Regions from separate parts of the Triticum aestivum genome. Here region 2 is linked to region 1. A link is a contact called in public Hi-C data. All regions are on one chromosome and are shown on one strand. The core of a region is the stretch at or near the end of the contact, and the rest is flanking DNA. Distances in the headings are between cores, read along the strand shown. Region 1 holds the start of LOC123060337 (L-type lectin-domain containing receptor kinase SIT2). Region 2 holds the start of LOC123060339 (pyruvate decarboxylase 1).

The links. A called contact is a pair of places that touch in the nucleus more often than the background predicts.
Region 2: a contact with region 1 is called in a Hi-C map of leaf, with 6 times the contacts expected there. The contact joins the promoter of LOC123060339 here to the promoter of LOC123060337 in region 1. A contact is called at or near these places in 3 of 5 Hi-C or Micro-C datasets (all in leaf).

The regions. Positions count from the first base shown.
Region 1 is chr3A:66,433,218-66,439,844 of IWGSC CS RefSeq v2.1, forward strand. LOC123060337 (L-type lectin-domain containing receptor kinase SIT2) reads left to right here and starts at 1,598. Exons shown (of 1, transcript XM_044483018.1): 1 at 1,598-3,851. The coding sequence starts at 1,631. The coding sequence ends at 3,649. It overlaps LOC123060338 (a long non-coding RNA gene), which reads right to left and starts at 5,486. Exons shown (of 2, transcript XR_006427904.1): 1 at 5,245-5,486; 2 at 476-751.
Region 2 is chr3A:66,588,576-66,595,202 of IWGSC CS RefSeq v2.1, forward strand. LOC123060339 (pyruvate decarboxylase 1) reads left to right here and starts at 4,116. Exons shown (of 6, transcript XM_044483019.1): 1 at 4,116-4,744; 2 at 5,979-6,142; 3 at 6,234-6,627. The coding sequence starts at 4,256. It also overlaps the pseudogene LOC123057942.

The DNA of each region.
Region 1 (6,627 bases), core at 348-2,847:
GTTCTACAATATACATGTTGCTGTTTGGGTTCTGGGGCCACTTTTGTACGATGTAATGGATGTTTGATACTCTAATCTTAGCAAATATGGATGTGTGCATCGTCTGATGCAGAGGCGGGGTAAACCGTCATTTTTTTTTAAATGGCTCTATCCTTCACTAAACCAACATATAATTACAATGAAGGACATGTACTAAAACTGCTAGGAAGTGTAATAACTGGTGCATACATACTGTAAAGAAAAACATGTGCATATATAGAATATACTTGTTGGCAAAATACATGTATTTATTGGCCAGAATTATATGGACAACACATACAATTACTGCCCTTGTGACTAATTCTAAAGAATTAATATATGGTCATATGTTATTCAAAATAACTAGCTTAGTTTCTTTCTTGAAAGATCCAACGGATACTGGCTTTCTATATATCAAGGAGATAACATTTTGCACATTTCTACGATAACGTGGATATGTTAATAGCAAGAAGATGCAAATTATATCCAGGCTCTACACCATCACGATATCAAAAACTAGTCAAGACATTGAGAATGTAGAAAAGCAAATTATTAAAAAAAAATGCATAGCTCACGCATCAACACGCAACAAAACCAACCACAGACCTTGGCAACACAGACATGGAGTCTTGAAACCACCTTACAAAGTTGATCTCATCCAATGCTACAGTCTCCTCAGTGGACCGACTCCTCTCCCTCCTCCCTTCGCTTTCACATTTCTCTCATGCTTTTCCTGAAACTCCAGCCATGCAACCGGATCGCCCTGGGTTAGCCACACAGAAAAATGGCTGTCGCAGTAGACTTTTATCAGAGAATAGACAAGCTCTTCTGCAGGCACCCGTTTGACTCTACAAACAACACGTCCATCAGTTTGGGACCGTCCAACCCGACATGGAGACGTGCATGATGTAGGTGTCCACCGTGTAGCGACGGCCCAGTCCTTGGTGTTGGGCGGATGAGGATGTCCTTACATACAGTATGTAGAAAACTCTAGGCTAGCTACATTATATGTGCGGTGCATACCTAGCCCGGACCACCTCAGATTCAGCAGAGAAGTCCAACACAAGTGCATATGCAGACCGCTAGCCAGAGGACGCCGGGATTGACCATGACGGATCATGCATACCCAGTCGTTTTAGACGACTATCCAGACTTATCACCAACAGAAGTGTACGCATGCTACTCTACTTTCTGGCTTGATATTCAAAGGCTCTTCCCTCGTCTCGGAGGAGAGAATTATAACAACGTGTTGCTACTTGCTAGTGGTTGCCGTCTAAATCAGTCTGATTTAGACGGTTCCACAAAGATGTTCAGACTTCAGCGTCGATGGGGAGACAATTTTTCAGTATCTAGGAAGAAAATTGAACCTGTTGGACCACTTTCTCTTCGATTGCACACGTGGATGGTGATGTGTCTCTTGCTTGCGACTTAGCAAAATTACTAAGTACTATAAATTTTATGGATTTACTTCTTAGTAAATAATCATGGGCAGTTGTTTGCCACTGTCACGCGCACATACAGCAGTACTACTTAGATAGGATAGCCACACCGGTACTAGTTGTTTATCAGCCACAAAATATCGTAATATTTTCCTTGCCAGAGAGCTCAAGGCATGGCTCCGAGGGAGCACATCTTCTTCCTCCTCTATGCCATCCCACTCCTCGTTCTTCCCTGTGCTGCATCCACAACCAGCAACGACAGTTTCAGTTTTCTATACAACGGCTTCTCCGGTGTCAACCTCACCCTCGACGGCAGCGCCAAGGTGACGCCGGAGGGGCTCCTCGAGCTCACCAACGACACCATCAACCTCGGCCACGCCTTGTACCCGACCCCGCTGAGCCTGCGCGGGTCGCCCAACGGCACGGTGCGGTCCTTCTCCCTCAGCTTCGCCTTCGCCATCCTCTCCGTCCACGACGGCATAAGCGCCGACGGCATGGCCTTCTTTGTCGCCCCCACCAAGAACCTCTCCAACACGTGGGCGCAGTACATGGGCCTCCTCAACAGCGGCAACAATGGCAACGCCAGCAACCACATGTTCGCCGTCGAGCTCGACACCACCCAGAACAAGGAGTTCCAGGACATGGACAACAACCACGTTGGCATCGACATCAACAGCCTCAACTCCTTGCAGGCCTACCGCACTGGGTACTACGATGATGAGAGTAGAGCCTTCAACAACTTGACTCTTATCAGCGGCAAGGCGATGCAGGTATGGGCTGACTATGATGGGGTGTCCACGCAGATCAACGTGTTCTTGGCTCCTCTGGGAGTAGCTAAGCCGGTGAGGCCGCTGCTTTCATCTCCCTACAACCTCTCCACAGTTCTGAGAGAACCATCGTACATCGGCTTCGCAGCCACTACCGGCGCAATCAGCACGATCCACTGCGTTCTCGGCTGGAGCTTCGCCGTAAACGGCCCTGCTCCAGCCATCGACACATCTAAGCTCCCAAAGCTACCACGTCTTGGCCCAGAGCCTCGCTCCAAGGTCCTGGAGATCACCCTGCCTATTGCCACGGCCACGTTCGTCCTTGTAGTAGGAACTGTCATCATTTTGTTTCTTCGCAAGAGATTCAGGTACAGGGAGCTGCGGGAAGATTGGGAGGTCGATTTCGGGCCACACCGCTTCTCCTTCAAGGACCTGTTCCATGCCACGGAAGGGTTCAAGGAAAAGAATCTGCTTGGTGTGGGCGGGTTCGGCAAGGTATACAAAGGGACACTCCCAAAGTCCAAACTGAAAGTGGCGGTGAAGAGAGTGTCTCACGAGTCGAGGCAAGGGATGAAGGAGTTCATCGCGGAGGTTGTCAGTATCGGCCGGCTCAGACACCGCAACCTTGTGCCCCTGCTTGGCTATTGCCGAAGGAAAGGTGAACTTCTTTTGGTTTATGACTACATGTCAAATGGAAGCCTCAATCAGTATTTATACTTTAAAGATGGCAAGCCATCACTGAATTGGGAGGAGAGGTTACATATTATCAAGGGTGTCGCGTTCGGATTGTTTTACCTTCACGAGAAGTGGGAGAAAGTTGTCATACACCGAGACGTCAAGCCGAGCAACGTGCTTCTGGACAGTGAAATGAATGCAAGACTAGGTGACTTTGGTCTCTCAAGGTTGTACGATCATGGCACTGATCCACAAACCACACATATGGTTGGAACCATGGGATACCTGGCGCCTGAGTTCGTACGGACGGGCAAGGCATCCCCTCTGACGGACGTGTTTGCATTCGGCATATTTCTCCTTGAGGTTACTTCTGGGCAGAGGCCTATCAAGCAGAACCCATTTGGCAACAAACATACATTGGTCGACTGGGTTATAGAGCGTTGGCACAACGGATCGCTCATGGATACCGTGGATCAGAGACTGCGGGGTGACTACAACATCGATGATGCATCATTGGTGCTGAAGCTAGGGCTTCTGTGCTCGCACCCTTTTACTAGCGCAAGGCCCACAATGCGGCAAGTCATGCAGTATCTCGAAGGTGATACACCACTCCCAGAGCTAACACCAGCACACTTCAGCTTCACTATGCAGGCCTTGACGCAAAACAGAGGATTGGAATCACCAAACTTGCAATACCCTCAGTTATCGACGAGTTTTGCCACTTTTTCCGACCTTTCAGGAGGAAGATAACATATACATATACGGTGTTCAGTGTTATCGTGTCTCTCTTAGATGTTAAAACATCTACTTTCTTGTGCATTTCGTCTGGATAGATACTATATTTTAATGTATTCAAACACTAGCTAGGGAGCATATCAAACATTTACTTCACTTCAGATGTTACTCTGGTTGTCTATGCTCAGTTTAATTACTCACGGGGTTAATGAATCAATCTTCTGTATGTTCTACATGGTTCCAGTCTGAAACTACTTGGTGTATGTAAGCACCTAGCATGTACATGTGAACTCATGAATTTTACAGAAGTTTCTGTCTGTGCTTGTTTGGAATTCCTTTGAGAAACAATGAGAGTTCACTAACTGAATGGATTACATCGTCTCGTGAGTTGTCTGAAACATCATGGCCTTTGGGTCAGTTTGAGTGATATATACAGGTGTCAGTCGTGGAGCTTGAAAGAAATCTTAGGAGGGACGAAGCTGTAACTTTTTAGGACTACCCCAAATCGTCCGGGTTAAATCAATTGTACTTGAAGTGTCGATCTTGCGTACCATAAACTTTGCAATTCCACAAAAGGGTCAGCATAAGGACTGCTTATTCGAACCACAAAAGGGTCCGCTGTGTGGTATCCCTGAAGATTCGAACCACATCTTCTTCTCCTGTGTGTCCGTTTAATTCGTGTGGAGCTGCTTTAGAGAGGTAGTGGGAGGTGATTGGTGCCACACCAACTTTCCCGACCTTTTTGCCGAACTTTAGAACTTCCCCCTGCCCTCTTGCCACATTAGGTGGCTTGAGATTGGGGCACTCGCCTGGACCCTCTGGACGATTCGCAATAAGCTTGTGATTCAGCGCATCCTTCTTCGACGGGCTACTGACGCTCTTTTCAAACTGTCTGGTTTCTTGCAGCTTTGGCGGTCGCTTAGCGGCCTTCGGGACCGGGACGCCATCTCCGCCTTCATCGCCGACCTTCGCTCGATGGCCTTTCGTCTGTCGCCGCCGCCGCCCCCTCCGCCTCCTCCGGAGCCAGATTAGGCGCCGGACCTGTTCTCCGGCTTCGGCCTTTCTTTTCTTTGTTGTTTTTTGGGCTTGTTGAGCTGTGCCCTCAGCGGAACCTTTGTACCTCTTGTTGTGTATCTTGGGTGTGTGTGTTCCGGACTAGTCCGTGTATGTGTGCTTTTGACGGTTTGCTTTATTTATAAAGCGGGGCGAAAGCCTTTTTCGGTAAGGACTGCTTTAAATCTGCTCGCCACAGATCATCACTTTGATTAGGTGGATAATTGCCAAATATGTGGACATAATGCTGGATCCCGTTCCAAGAATTTAATCCCTCGGAACAAGACTTCGATTGTTCGAGTTTGATTTGTTATTTATGACTTTGATGTTCAAACTAGAGTAGCAAGAGAGGAGGCCGAGCATTCAGTAGCTTCACATTCACCTCTATTTCTTTTGTATAAAATGAATCGACAGTATATTAGCATTCCCCTAAACCATGGCTAGATTCGGTCCTTTATAAACAACAAATGTATCTAGTGCAAAACATCTGACCTAGTTAGAATCCCCCACTAATTAAGATGCAGCGGAAAACTAGGAATCGAACTGGATAAAATTACCGAATGGGGAGGGAGAGTAGACTGATCTTGCTGCTCACTGGCTCACCGCGCGTAGAGCCGGCGTCGCCCTGATGCGGAGCGCGGCCGCGACGAGGCGTCGAGGCCTCTGGCCATCTGACGGGCTGGAGAACGCACGCCCGCCGCCCCCCGCGCCCGAACGCATCTGCCCCGGCCCCAGCCAGACCCCGTTCCCCAACGCAAGTCCGCGCGAGAGTCTAGACGAGAAGAACAGAGTTTTTTTCCTAGATGGAGCAGAACAGAGCTGGTCACTGCTGGCTGCACACTATACGGCACCTATACCGAGGCGCCCCAGTTTTTTTTTTGTATTTTTTTCTGTTTGTGGTTTCAAAAATATGAATTTATAAGAAAGATGTTCATGAACGTAGTAAATGTCCCGAATTCTGAAACAAAATCACGAATTAAACAATGTTCGCATATTTAGAAAAAAATACGAATCCAAACATTGTTTTCGAAAATAATCACGATTCAAAAAATACACAGGATTCCAAAAAATACACAGGATTCCAAAAAATGTTCATGGTTTTAAAAAATAATCTTGAATTTCGAAAATATTAGTGAGCTTAAAAAATGATCACAAGTTTTTTTTAAATGATAACAAATTTCAAAAAATTGTTCTCGACTTCAAAAAAATGTTTACGAATTCAAAAAAATATTATGAACTAAAATTATATCCGTGAATTAGAAAAACATTTGCGAATTAAAAAACTGTGACTTAAAAATGTTCACATACATAGAAAAATATGTAGGTGGATCCAAAAGTCATTCATGAATTGCAAAAAATTATTCATGAATTCAAAAAATATTTGCAGATTCAAAAAAATATTCACAAATTTAAAAATAATCTTACCAAAATTATTAAAAAAAGAAAAGGATAAAGGAAGAAAATAAGAAAAAAGACAAAAGACAAAAATAGAAAAAGGAAAATAAAAACAGGACGAAAAACCAAAAGAACAAGAAAAACCCGCTGGGAGAAACCAGTATAGGCCGGTCCGTACAGAGGACGTGGCACATGGGGAGGTATGCGTTGGGTTGCTATCCAGTGACACATACCATATAGGAATCACCCCTATAGCGCCGGTTGCAAACCACTAGTGGTTGCGGCCTGCCAATGCGGGCTGCTTAAGAGGAAGCTGAGTGCTTATTTCACCGGACTTGTAAAGCATAAATCTATTTCGGTTTATTTCATGAAATTGAAATATTTGATATTTAAAGTTTAGCATGCTTCATAATTACATATTAATGTCATTTTTTTCAGAAAGGAGGATAACTCCCGGCCTCTGCATCAGAACAATGCATATAACTATATATTATTAAGAATACAAAATCCAGCAAGCGAACAACATTGAACCGGAAATAAAGCGA
Region 2 (6,627 bases), core at 2,866-5,365, 160 kb after region 1:
TCTGATGTAAAATTGTGTTCTCTGAATATGTGCATGTATTCTGGACATAACTGGGTTATTTGCAGCAAATTTAGAAGTAAGCTTTCTGATACCGATACACATTAACTGTTAACATTTTCTTGTAAAGAAGGGGGAGCGTTTTGGCTCCCGGGAGCATTTGCTCGCTCCCGGGAACATTTGCTTGCTCCCGGGAGCCAAATTGGATTTCCGGGGGAAGCCCGGAAGGCGTTTTGGCTGTGGGAGCATTTGCTCCCGGATGAACAACAAATCAAAAAAAAAAGTGGTAAAATGTTTTTTTTTTAATCTGATTTTTTTTGGATGTTCGTGTTAGTGTCACAAGCATGCTTGACAATTTTCATGCAAAACGGAGCAGTAATGTTTCGTCGGTGAAAAAGCAAATTTGGGGTAACATTTGGTGTTCAATTTTTTTTTGCACAAGCGAAAATGTTTAACTTTTTTGCCTATAACTTTGCAGGTAGCATTTGGATGTGACTATGAATGCGTAAAAAGATTGTTGGGATTTTTTGACATTTCATAAATCATTTTTTGTGCGCAGGAGCACGTGCTCTCGGGAGCCAAATTGGATTTCCGTGGGAAAAGGAACATATCTGAATGAGCACTGTGATGTTTTCGTATTTTGATATGATATGACCTCATTTCATAAATTGCAGGCAGTGGTGAACAACTTGGAGGATGCACATGAACAGATTGACACTGCCATCTCCACTGCACTGAAGGAGAGCAAACCTGTTTACATCAGCATTAGCTGCGACCTCCCTTCAATCCCTCATCCCACCTTTAGCGGCCATCATGTACCTTTCTTTCTCTCCCCAAGGCAAGTCGGCATTTTCCTTCGACACGCATAAGAATGATGGCAACAGGATTTTTTTACTAATGTGGATGAATTTTTCATTTCTTAGACTGTCAAACCAGATGAGCCTGGAAGCAGCGGTGGAAGCCGCTGCGGCTTTCTTGAACAAATCGGTCAAGCCGGTCCTTGTTGGGGGAGCGAAGATGAGGATGGCCAAAGCACGCAAAGCCTTCGTAGAGCTAGCCGATGCATGCGGTTACCCGTTCGCGGTGATGCCTTCTGCCAAGGGGCTTGTACCAGAGCACCACCCTAGATTCATCGGCACATACTGGGGTGTTGTGAGCACTCCATTCTGTGGAGAGATTGTGGAGTCAGCTGATGCCTATTTGTTTGCTGGCCCGATATTCAACGACCACACCTCGGTTGGATACTCACTTCTTCTCAATAATGAGAAGGCCATCATTGTGCAGCCGGACCGAGTGGTGATTGGGAATGGGCCTGCATTTGGGTGTGTTCTGATGAAGGACTTCTTGCGTGCACTTGCTACCCGGCTCAAGAAGAACACGGCTGCGTGCGAGATACATAGCCGGATTTTTGTGCCTGACGGCGAACCCCGTCCCTCTGAGCCTGGAGAGCCTTTGAGAGTGAATGTGTTTTTCAAGCATATTCAGAAAATGTTGTCTGGCAACTCGGCTGTTATAGCAGAGACCGGGGACTCATGGTTTAACTGCCAGAAGCTAAAACTACCAGAAGGCTGTGGGTAAGCTCCCCTGAAATATTTCAAAGCTCTAACTTCTGTTGTTGATTGTTTTTTATGATAGCGAACCGCTCATACCAAGCGGTTTAGAGCTCTAACTTCGGTCTATGAGTTCTTTGAAACTCCCCGCATTTGTTGTTTGTCACACACGTTCTCTTAGTATTTCTGATTTAGGTATATTTTGAATACTGGGATTATATATTTTGTTTTGATATTTTGCAAATTCATTGCTTGTCTGCGAAAATTTTATAAAATGCCTCATAGTAGTTTGAACTTTGATTCAAATAACCAGTGATGTGTCACCGGTTGGTGGGGCCATATTATCAGTTGGTTTCATGCAAGAGTCTTAGCACATTTCAAAATGAATGATAGAAATCTAGACTATTTTTTTACACTGGTGACAACTCACAAGCGATGCGTGTGTCAATAGGTAGGATGTACTCCGTTCGGTTTATTTTCAATTTAACACCATTTCTATTGGCAGGTATGAATGTCAGCTGCAATATGGATCAATTGGTTGGTCGGTCGGGGCTACTATGGGATATGCGCAGGCTGCTAAGGATAAGCGAGTCATTTCTCTCATTGGGGATGGCAGCTTTCAGGTACAAAAAAAAATTCAGAATCGCCAAACGTTCTACCTTATTTTATAATTAAAGCGTATTATCAAAATATGTAGCTACCAATATTTTTCATTGGACTGGTATATAGGTGACGGCACAAGAAGTGTCGACGATGCTCAGGTGGGGAACAACATCATCTTCCTCATAAACAACGGGGGTTACACCATCGAGGTGAAGATCCATGATGGTCCTTACAACGTCATCAAGAATTGGAACTACACCGGCTTGGTGGAAGCATTTCATAATGGCGAGGGAAACTCTTATACTGCAAAGGTTGGTGACGCAATTTATTGCATGATGTATTTATATGGTTAAAAGATATTTCAAAACACCGCATTGCAATGACATTGCACATTTGTGTCTGTATAGGTTCGAACGGAAGAGGAACTGGAGGAGGCAATTGAGGCATCCCTAGGACCTCACAAGGACAGCCTGTGCTTTATAGAGGTAATTGTGCACAAGGATGACACTAGCAAGGAGCTTCTTGTGTGGGGAGCTAGGCTTTTCGCCGCAAATAGCCGCCCGCCGAATCCTCAGTGAACACACCAGGTCTCTACAAGATGCTCATCCAGCTTAATGAGGTCATGTGAAAGTTCACATGTACTGAACTCTGAATAAATCCTCCATTTGAGTCCACTGCTGCCGCAAGTGCTCATGGTTACTGTACGCTGGTGTTCTCAGTTCAGGAACTGGTACTTGTATTACCTAAATAAATCTGAAATCGATGTTGTGGTCAGGTACAGACGCTCTTGGTTTCGGCATCTTTCTTTGAGTTATTTGAATTGACAGAAGTTTCAGGGTTGTTGTGCTTTCCAAAAGCAAAAGATAGGCATTATATTAGTAATAAGAGTACACACGTGTCGTCGCCCCTTCCCTTCCCTCCCCTCCGTCGCCTCCCATGCGGGCGGCCGAGGGGCCCCAGCCACATCCGCCAATTCTCCCCGCCTTCCCCTTCCTCCCTCCTTCGCCACCCGTGGTCTGCGTCGGCAGAGGTACTGCCCCCCTTCTCGGGTCTTTGGGTGGCGCGGGACACCCCATCTCGGGGGGGTGCGGCACCGATCTGGATCATGGCGGTGCCGATTTGGACCAAGGCGCCTTGATGGACAACGACGGTGTCCCAACGGTGACCTTGGTGTCAGGGCTGGTGCAGCCCTTCCCGATATGGGGCGGAGTGCCCTGGATCAGGGTCGGCAGCCTCCTGGGATGGCCTCCCCGTCCGGTGGCACAGTGGGGCGGGTGGGTTGCCAGGAATCAGATCGGATGGCCGGCGATTCACCGGCGTGTTGGTGCCGCGGCTTGCTACCCCGGCGGCCAAGGACGTCGAGCTGCTTCTTCCTCCAACACATGTTGCGTGCACTCTGTCTTACCGGACATTGCCATGCTGCTAGCCGGTTACCGGGTTGGGACGGAGCGGGAGGTGGGAATTCGGATTGGGATAATTCCTAGGTCGGTTCATGCCAGCCGCGATGGCGACAACACCCTAGGATGCCATTTTTCTTCATGGAAACGTCATGCGGATCCACCCTACCTTTTCCCACCTCATGGTCGTCAGGGATCTAATTTTGAAGATCTCAACACACAAAATCCAAGTAGTTTGGTATTTGACACACGATTCAAAAGATAAAACATTTTGAAGAACGAATCTAAAAAAATGAGAAACTTTCATGCTGCGAAAACTGAACCATATGCAATGCATGGGTCGTTTGTTGTCAAATCAGAGAAGGCGGGGATGTGATTTTTGCAAGGAGAGCTTGACTGGTGATTTCATAAATTAGTCCATTGTTTAGCCGCCGTGAAGGTTTGGGTCTTTAATTTCTAAAAGTTGGACCTTTGCCCTTTTCTCGAATGAAAGGAATAAAATGGAGCCACGCGCCACTTGTTCCCTCCGTCTAGAAGCCGCCCGCCTGCGCTGCCCGGCGATGTGTCGCCTCGCCACTAGCCTCCAACTGTCCGACGCCTACATCACGAGCGCCAATCAGCCGACTTTTCCAAGCACGAACCTTCTCCCCTCCTCCGCCGCGGCCAGGAAGAACCTCCGCGCGAACTGCCGTCCTCCCTGCCCTCGCCATGGACATCGGCTCGATTCCTTCCCCGGCGGACGCCGCGGCGCCGCCCTCCGCGGCCGCTCTGCCGCGGGAGGCCACGCTGGGGCGCCACCTCGCGCGCCGCCTGGCCGAGGTCGGCGCGCGCGAGGTCTTCACCGTGCCGGGGGACTTCAACCTGACGCTCCTCGACGAGCTGGAGGCGGAGCAGCCGTCCGGCGGCGGGGTGCGGCTCGTGGGGTGCTGCAACGAGCTCAACGCCGCCTACGCCGCCGACGGCTACGCCCGCGCGCGCGACGGCGGGGTCGGCGCCTGCGCGGTCACCTTCACCGTCGGCGGGCTCAGCGCCATCAACGCCGTCGCCGGCGCCTTCAGCGAGAACCTCCCCGTCATCTGCATCGTCGGGGGCCCCAACAGCAACGACTACGGCAGCAACCGGATCCTCCACCACACCATCGGCATCCCCGATTTCACGCAGGAACTCCGCTGCTTCCAGAACGTCACCTGTTATCAGGTACGTCTCTGTTGTTCAGTTTTAATGTCGTTCCTCAAGACGAAATGCTCTGATTTTGTTAGGGATTTTGGCACTGCTTAGATTTTAGGTTAAAAAATTATTTTAGTTTCTGTTTGGTCAATGGACTGGATCTGTGGTCTAATTCGCAATTCCCTTTGTGACATGTTCAGTTTGTGATATTTTCTGATTGTTCCTCCATGTCCTGTAGTCTGGGTTTTGGGGTTTAGTTGTTTTTTCAGGGAATGGCTCTGCTGCAGTTCTAGCACTGTCTGTCTAAACAGTTGATTCCAATGTTCAATCCAACAGTATTACTATTATACAATTTGCAATATTGAGACATAATTTCTTTCTGTATTGCCAGGTCACCGCGATGCTAAAATCCGTAAAGCTTGATAGGATCCGTTTATGCTTTTTTGAGCTTAGGGATTGATGATTTTGTTTATACTGTAACTATGAAAAATCTCTTTTTCTGAGATAAATTTGTTCTCTGAATATTGAGTTATTGACTATGGGGTGCATGTAAAATCCTTGGCTGTGGAGATCACCAGATTCATTGCTGGACATGCTGTTTGCTCCAAACTAAAATCAGGCTTTCTAGAACAATGTATCCCTCTGTTCCTAAATGTATGACATTTTGGCAGTTTAATTTAAAGTGCCAAAACACCTTACATTTAGGAACAGAGGGAGTAGATTTTACACTTATTGGCTTATTTGTTCAGAAATAGGATTCTCCAATATAGAAACAGGGAAACTACCCCCATTTTCGGAGGAAAATTCCTTCTGTCTTCTGACTTGGACTATTGTCATGCGTGAGTAGCTACTATGCTTAACAACTTCAAGCATAACTTTTAGTCCATTACAGTGCTTGGTGCATCAGTTGTATCTCTCGCTTGATTATCCATTACTTTTGTACTTCTAAGTTAGTTTGGATGGCGTATATGAATAATATGATAATTCTGTAAGACAATTAAACTGCAAGAATGATTTCACTGTACACGCATAAATTTGTATATTAACAGAATGAGGAAATAAAGCGTTCATATACGGGAAATTAAATGAACATGTGTGACTACATAGAAGGTTAAGAGGAGACTAAACCTTCACCTTCCGCAGATGATATGTATGCTTGGTATTGTGAATTTAATTTAAAAGTGAAAAGGCAAGATATCTATATGAGCATTGCGATTTTTATTTTATTTTTTTCTATGATATGACCTCATTTCATAAATTGCAGGCTGTGGTGAACAACTTGGAGGATGCACATGAACAGATTGACACTGCCATTTCCACTGCACTGAAGGAGAGCAAGCCTGTTTACATCAGCATCAGCTGCAACCTCCCATCGATCCCGCATCCTACCTTTAGCCGCCATCCTGTCCCTTTCTTTCTCTCCCCAAAGTAAGTTGGCATGCTCCCTGTATGGGCATAATGACGATGAGATGGCAGTTGGCTCGGTATCACTGATGTTGATGAACTGTTCATTTGTCAGACTGTCAAACCAGATGACCTTGGAAGCAGCAGTGGAGACCGCTGCGGCTTTTCTGAACAAATCAGTCAAGCCGGTTCTTGTTGGCGGACCAAAGATGAGGGTGGCCAAAGCATGCGAGGCCTTCGTAGAGCTGGCTGATGCATGCGGTTATCCGGTTGCAGCGATGCCTTCTGCAAAGGGGCTTGTGCCAGAGCACCATTCTAGATTTATTGGCACATACTGGGGTGCTGTCAGCTCTCCGTTCTGTGCTGAGATTGTGGAGTCAGCTGATGCCTATTTGTTTGCCGGCCCGATATTTAACGACTACAGCTCGGTTGGGTACTCACTTCTTCTCAAGAAGGAGAAGGCCATCATTGTCCAGCCAGACCGAGTGGTGATTGGGAACGGGCCTGCA